Linked DNA regions of Zea mays: region 1 is linked to region 2. Evidence: chromatin contacts called from public Hi-C data. All regions are on one chromosome and are shown on one strand. Each heading gives the region's core, a stretch centred on a gene start, on an enhancer-like site or on the middle of the called end of the contact. The rest is flanking DNA. Distances are from core to core; before and after follow the strand shown.

Region 1 (2,700 bases), core at 41-2,540, 160 kb before region 2:
TCCCCTATCCCTACATAAATATAGGAGACAGGTAATCTGCTAAAACAACTTATAGGAGATGCAATATAAGAGAGCTGGTGGAGATGCTCAGACAGCAAGGCAGTAGTGCCAGGATTGTTGACAACTGCCAAAATATGCAGGAGGTTCAAAGTTGACATGTAAACACAAGCCTACATACAAAGCATATGTTTGTGAATCCCTGTTTTGCATCGATCACACAGAACATAAGAATAAAAACATATCGAGGAAAAAGCACAAGCACCGTTCTAATCAAACGAAAGGGAAAAAAGGCAACGCAAGACAGGATCCGCACCTTGCCGAGTAACTCCTGTTTCTTTTCGTCTATGGCTTTTGTTGCAACGCGCAGCGACAGCTGCTCTTTGTTGTATTCACGAAGCCTCTGTTTGAGGGCATTGACCTCCTTCTCGAGTTGCTGGACCACGGGCGCCTCCATCTGCTCCTTAAGTAGATGGTCTTCTTTTGCGTTCCGAAGCTGCAGAAGGTGGAAAACGGGGGTGAAACCCGCAAGGAAAAAACAAAAACACAGAATGAGCGAGTGAGTGAGTGAGAGATAGAGAATTTAAGCCTTTCCCCGGACAGAATGCAGAAAATTGTGAAGAACAAGTATGGGCACGAGACCTCGGCGATCTTAGCCCTGAGCTCCGTGTGCCGTTCCTGAAGGGGGCTGTACTCTTGGACGATGGGCTCAAGAAAGCTGAGCTTATCTTGCCTGTAGTGGAGGAAGTTGATTATGGCGCTGAGGATGTAGACGACACGGCGGCCGTCGGCGCGGAGAAGGTCGCGGAGCGTGAGGTCCCGGAAGAGGATGGAGTGGAGGAAGGCGTTGGCCCTCCGGTAGAGGCGCGAGAGCGCTATGGCGCGCATGTGGTGCTCCGGGTTGTCGATCGCCTGCAGCGCCTGAAACTCTAGCTGCTCGTCGGGCTCGTCGTCGCTGCAGCAAGCAAAATGCCCGCCCCCCCAAAGCAAACCCAGGTGAGAGTGATACGAGGACAGCTATGGGGAGCGGGGGCGAAGGCGTACCCGACGAAGTTGGCGAGGAAGAGGGCGAGGACCTCGGCGACGAGGCCGGGCTGCGGGGTGACGATGTGCTCGGCGCGGAGGCCGGGGCTGGGCGCGATGCAGTAGCTGTGCAGCGCCTCCGCAATGTCCGCCGGATTCATCAGCGGGAAGGAGAAGGAGCTCGCCATCCTCTCCGCCGCGGGCACCGCCGGCAAATCGAATCGAAATCGGATGGGTTTTCCCCTTTCGCAGGCGGCGACGTTGGGTTTTCGTCTTCCCGCCCGCCCGGCGCTGGAAAAATTGGAAGGAACAAGAACTGGATTAGGGCCTTAGGCTTTGGGCCCAGAACCAAGTGTTGGTTTCGTTTCGCAAGACGGCCCAGGCATAGTGTCTGGCCACTGCTAGGAAACCAGCTCACCACTGAAATCTTGCGGAGCCCATGAATAAGGCGAGCCGGTCAAACGAAGACATAAGATAAGATGTTGCATTAGGGTTTATCGTTCGGTATGTGTCATTTTTATCTATCAGAACTTTCGATTGCACAGCCCGCAGCCTACCGCCACATCATTTTTTAGAAACTCGATGCACAACGAAACACGATTTTTAATTCAACTAGCGTACACAAAATAAGAAAAACGTTAAATATATATAGCTAGTTCAAAAAATAATACTGCATAAACTAAACAAAGTTCATAAAATTTTAAAACAATAAAATGACAAGTTTTTTATCTAATTCGGTGACCACGATTCCATTCAAAGAACTGATTGTTATGGTACCACATGGTGTTCTTGTACTAGCTACGAGATCAACCAATGTGGTGTAACAGAACCAATTTCCCGATGCAAGAAAAAAAAATAGTGGGAACTCCATCTCGAGTAGGGGTGGATATCGAGCCAGCTCGGCTCGGCTCGGCCGAGCTCGAGCTGGCTCGTTAAGGAAACGAGCTGGCTCGGCTCGGCTCGTTAAGCAACCGAGCCAGAGAACCAGCTCGGCTCGGCTCGTTTGCGAGCTCGAGCTGGCTCGTTTAGCTCGCGAGCCAGAACAAAAAATATTATACATGTATATATACAACAATATAATCGATTGCTAGTTAATTTCATACTAATTTAACACTAGAAAGGACTAACAATACTCATAATTTTATATATCACATCATTTAAACCCTAAACTAACATAGTTCATCACTTATTAATTCATCCAATGCAAGTATATGCTTTGTTTTATAGATAAATGTTAGCTCATTCGAGCTAACGAGCTGGCTCGAGCTCGTGTCGAGCTGGCTCGTTAACGAACCGAGCTGAGATGTTAGCTCAGCTCGTGATAAAATTGAAACGAGCCGAGTCGAGCCGAGCCGAGCTGGCCACGAGTCGAGCGAGCTCACGAGCTACGAGTATTTTGCCCAGCCCTAATCTCGAGTTTATATCTAAACGGAGACAGAACCGTATCCATGCAGGTGAATATGAGTGAAAGAAGGAAGGTGAAAAAAGGGAAGCCCCCTTTGTTTGTAGGGTATGAGTTCATAAATATTTTTATCTTTTTTATCGGCGTTTCGACCCCGGGGGTCCCTGGACCGACGAGTAAACTGTCGTCGCGTGCCCCAGCCCAGATGGGTCGGCGCGAGACGGAGCACGAAGGGGGCAGAAAACAGGCAAAGGGGAAACCCGCGGCCTTCGTCTTGC
Region 2 (2,700 bases), core at 126-2,625:
TTGATGGCGTGGGCCGGAATCAGCAGGGTCAAGCAGTCGCGTGGGGACGCTTCCCAAAAACCTTATTCGCCCTCTCCCAGTGCAGGATCTAGAAGACAAAGGGTTCTGGAGACCTACTCTCCTGATCGCAGATGCACGTCTGCGGTCGGGATGAAGAGAACTGGAAGGCGGCTCAGCTGTGAAGAGAGGCGAAAGCGAAAACTGGGATGAATTGGATGCTGGCTGCCAGGCGCCTTTTATAGGGCCGAGTCCGCGACCAGATAGCTCTCTTCAATCTTATCCGCCCGCGAAAATCTCGCGTTCAGTTAGGATTCTAAACTTAACAGCCAAGCAACCAAAAATTCAAACGGCAAAAGGAGGTCGCGCCCCCACAAAGCGAGGGGCCGGATTTTGGCAAACCATTCACGCGCATGTCGTGCGCCCGCGCCCTTCGCCCCGCCTAGGCGAGCACGCGCGTGTAGCTCTCCACACTCTCTCCTCTCATCCATGACTTGGTGAGTGAGTGTGGCTTCCATATTTAAACTAGCTCTACTCCACTAGAGCTAGCAATATGGTGCTATTGGTTCCACCATTCCCTAGCCATACACTTAAATGGGCTTTTGAGATTTTCCTGAGATTTATTTGAATTTCTCAATTGGGTCTAGCTCATAAATCCTAACACAATGTACCAATGATCATCATTAAGTAGGACATACCCATCCTCTTTACAAGGATGGTTTGTGCAATTGTTTGAACAAGGTTAGTGCACGCATTTGAGTCATACGCCAAATAAAAAAATAGAGGAACCGCATTGCCAAACGATTTGCAAACAAAAAAACAGTGACTCTTGTGGAGAAGCTGCTCCTATAGAGGAGTCAGAACTAAAGCCATTTTTAAATGAGTCAGAGCAGTATCAATGAGGCTAAACATACCAAATTAAGCTGCCAGCCAGTAATCTGTTCTTGGCAAACTAGTCGAGATGAAATAACAAAGACCGTCAGACAACGTGTAGTAGCAACTAATCCATGGAGTTAATGTACGGAACTGAGCTAAAAACGTGCTGTAGATTATAGATTAAACATATAATATGAGGATCTATAGAATTATTTTTTATTTTTCAGTTTCTATTAATTTAAGACAAATTATATTTATTTTGTTTAAAAATATAAAATATTGATTTTTAAACCAAATAGCTTAATCCATCATACATATATATTCTAATTCATTTAAAATAAAAGAATCCAAACGGCCGTTCCGTTCACTGAATTCTCCACTTCCAACGGAAACATGGGCTCTAGAATTCCATAAAGTTGGGCCGGGCCAAGTTTGCATCGATCAGGGAACGTTATCCCCAGCTGCCCAGCACCACAATCGGGTCCCCTTCCCCTCCGTCCAGCTCGCCGTCTGAGGGAAGCAGGGCGCAGCAGTCACCAGTGACCAGTCATGGCTCGCTGCGTTGCCGGCAGCTGCCCTCCCGTCACCTTCGCGTGTTGCCCCCGCCGGACTGGGTAAATGTCCTCCTGCTCAGAACCGGCTCTGCACCTGGCTGCCATTGCCTTCGTCCTCATGAATGATTTTAGTAGTTTATTCTGGAACCCGCCAGTTCTTGTTCGTTCCCAGTACTCTAGATTTTCAGTGGGGTTTCGTGGTGATGCGCGGTGGTGTTTCCGTTCCGCGTGTCCAACTCTAGAATCGGTGGTTTCGGGGAGCGTCCTTGAAGTTGAAGGATTGCCGACGGAACTCCCACAACTTGTTTGTGGAATTGCTCTGAAGCTGTCCTTAGATTGTGAACCACCAAAGCACCTCGAGTTCGTGGGTTTACTGTTCCTATTATGGATTTTTGATTGTGTCAATCGGAGAGCTAATAACGAATTTGGCCATTTAACTTTTAAGTGTGGCCCCAAACTATACGGGTACCTTCACATTCTCTCCTGAAGCTATGACTGCCGTTCCAATCTCATTGAGTGTATGCTGTGTCTGTGTTCAGTTTTAGTGCGTGAATGGTGACACTTTACAGTAGATTTATTTCATTAGTATCTTATTCCCCCTTTGAACACAAATTTTATTTAACATATGCTCTTTAGTTTGTCTGCAAGAATGATTACGTCTCGTTCACTTGTAAATATAAGCAGAGCTCCTGCCATTCGCGTTTTAAAAAAAGTTTCTCTGCAAGAATATCCCATGACTAGAATATGAATATCTTCTTAGTATCATTAACTCTGGAAAATGAACATAAACTTATTTTTATGTTCATTTGAACTATTTATTGTGTTCTATGTGACTATAAAATTTCCTGCCTCCTAGGAGTCTTCCAGACGAAGTGCTGTTGTTCAGTGTGGCACTGCATCGAGCACACCAGCAATATCTGGAACTGGACCTTCATCATCTGGATCCTCGGGGCTTGTTCAAGATTGTACTGCCCCTCTGGTCTGTGCACTGCAATTAACTGCCAGACAAGATGTTTCCTGCTTTCACTTCCCAGGACACAACAGAGGAAAAGCTGCTCCATCTTCCTTGTCGAAACTCATTGGCTCAGGGGCATTTCTGCATGACTTGCCCGAGCTACCCGAGCTCGATGATCTCTTCTCCCCAAAAGGTGTGATTCTAGATGCCCAGAGGCGAGCAGCTCAACTGTTTGGGTCATCTAAAACTTGGTTCCTTGTCAACGGAACGACCTGTGGAATCCAGGCCTCAGTGATGGCTACCTGTTCTCCTGGCGAC

The links. A called contact is a pair of places that touch in the nucleus more often than the background predicts.
Region 1: a contact with region 2 is called in a Hi-C map of leaf, with 6 times the contacts expected there. The contact joins the promoter of LOC100283696 here to the promoter of LOC100275628 in region 2. A contact is called at or near these places in 3 of 25 Hi-C or Micro-C datasets (ear, leaf and tassel).

The regions. Positions count from the first base shown.
Region 1 is chr1:305,079,841-305,082,540 of Zm-B73-REFERENCE-NAM-5.0, reverse strand. LOC100283696 (nuf2 family protein) reads right to left here and starts at 1,290. Exons shown (of 10, transcript NM_001156597.3): 1 at 1,042-1,290; 2 at 640-952; 3 at 314-493. The coding sequence starts at 1,208.
Region 2 is chr1:304,922,864-304,925,563 of Zm-B73-REFERENCE-NAM-5.0, reverse strand. LOC100275628 (Arginine decarboxylase) reads left to right here and starts at 1,375. Exons shown (of 3, transcript NR_158547.1): 1 at 1,375-1,487; 2 at 2,295-2,700.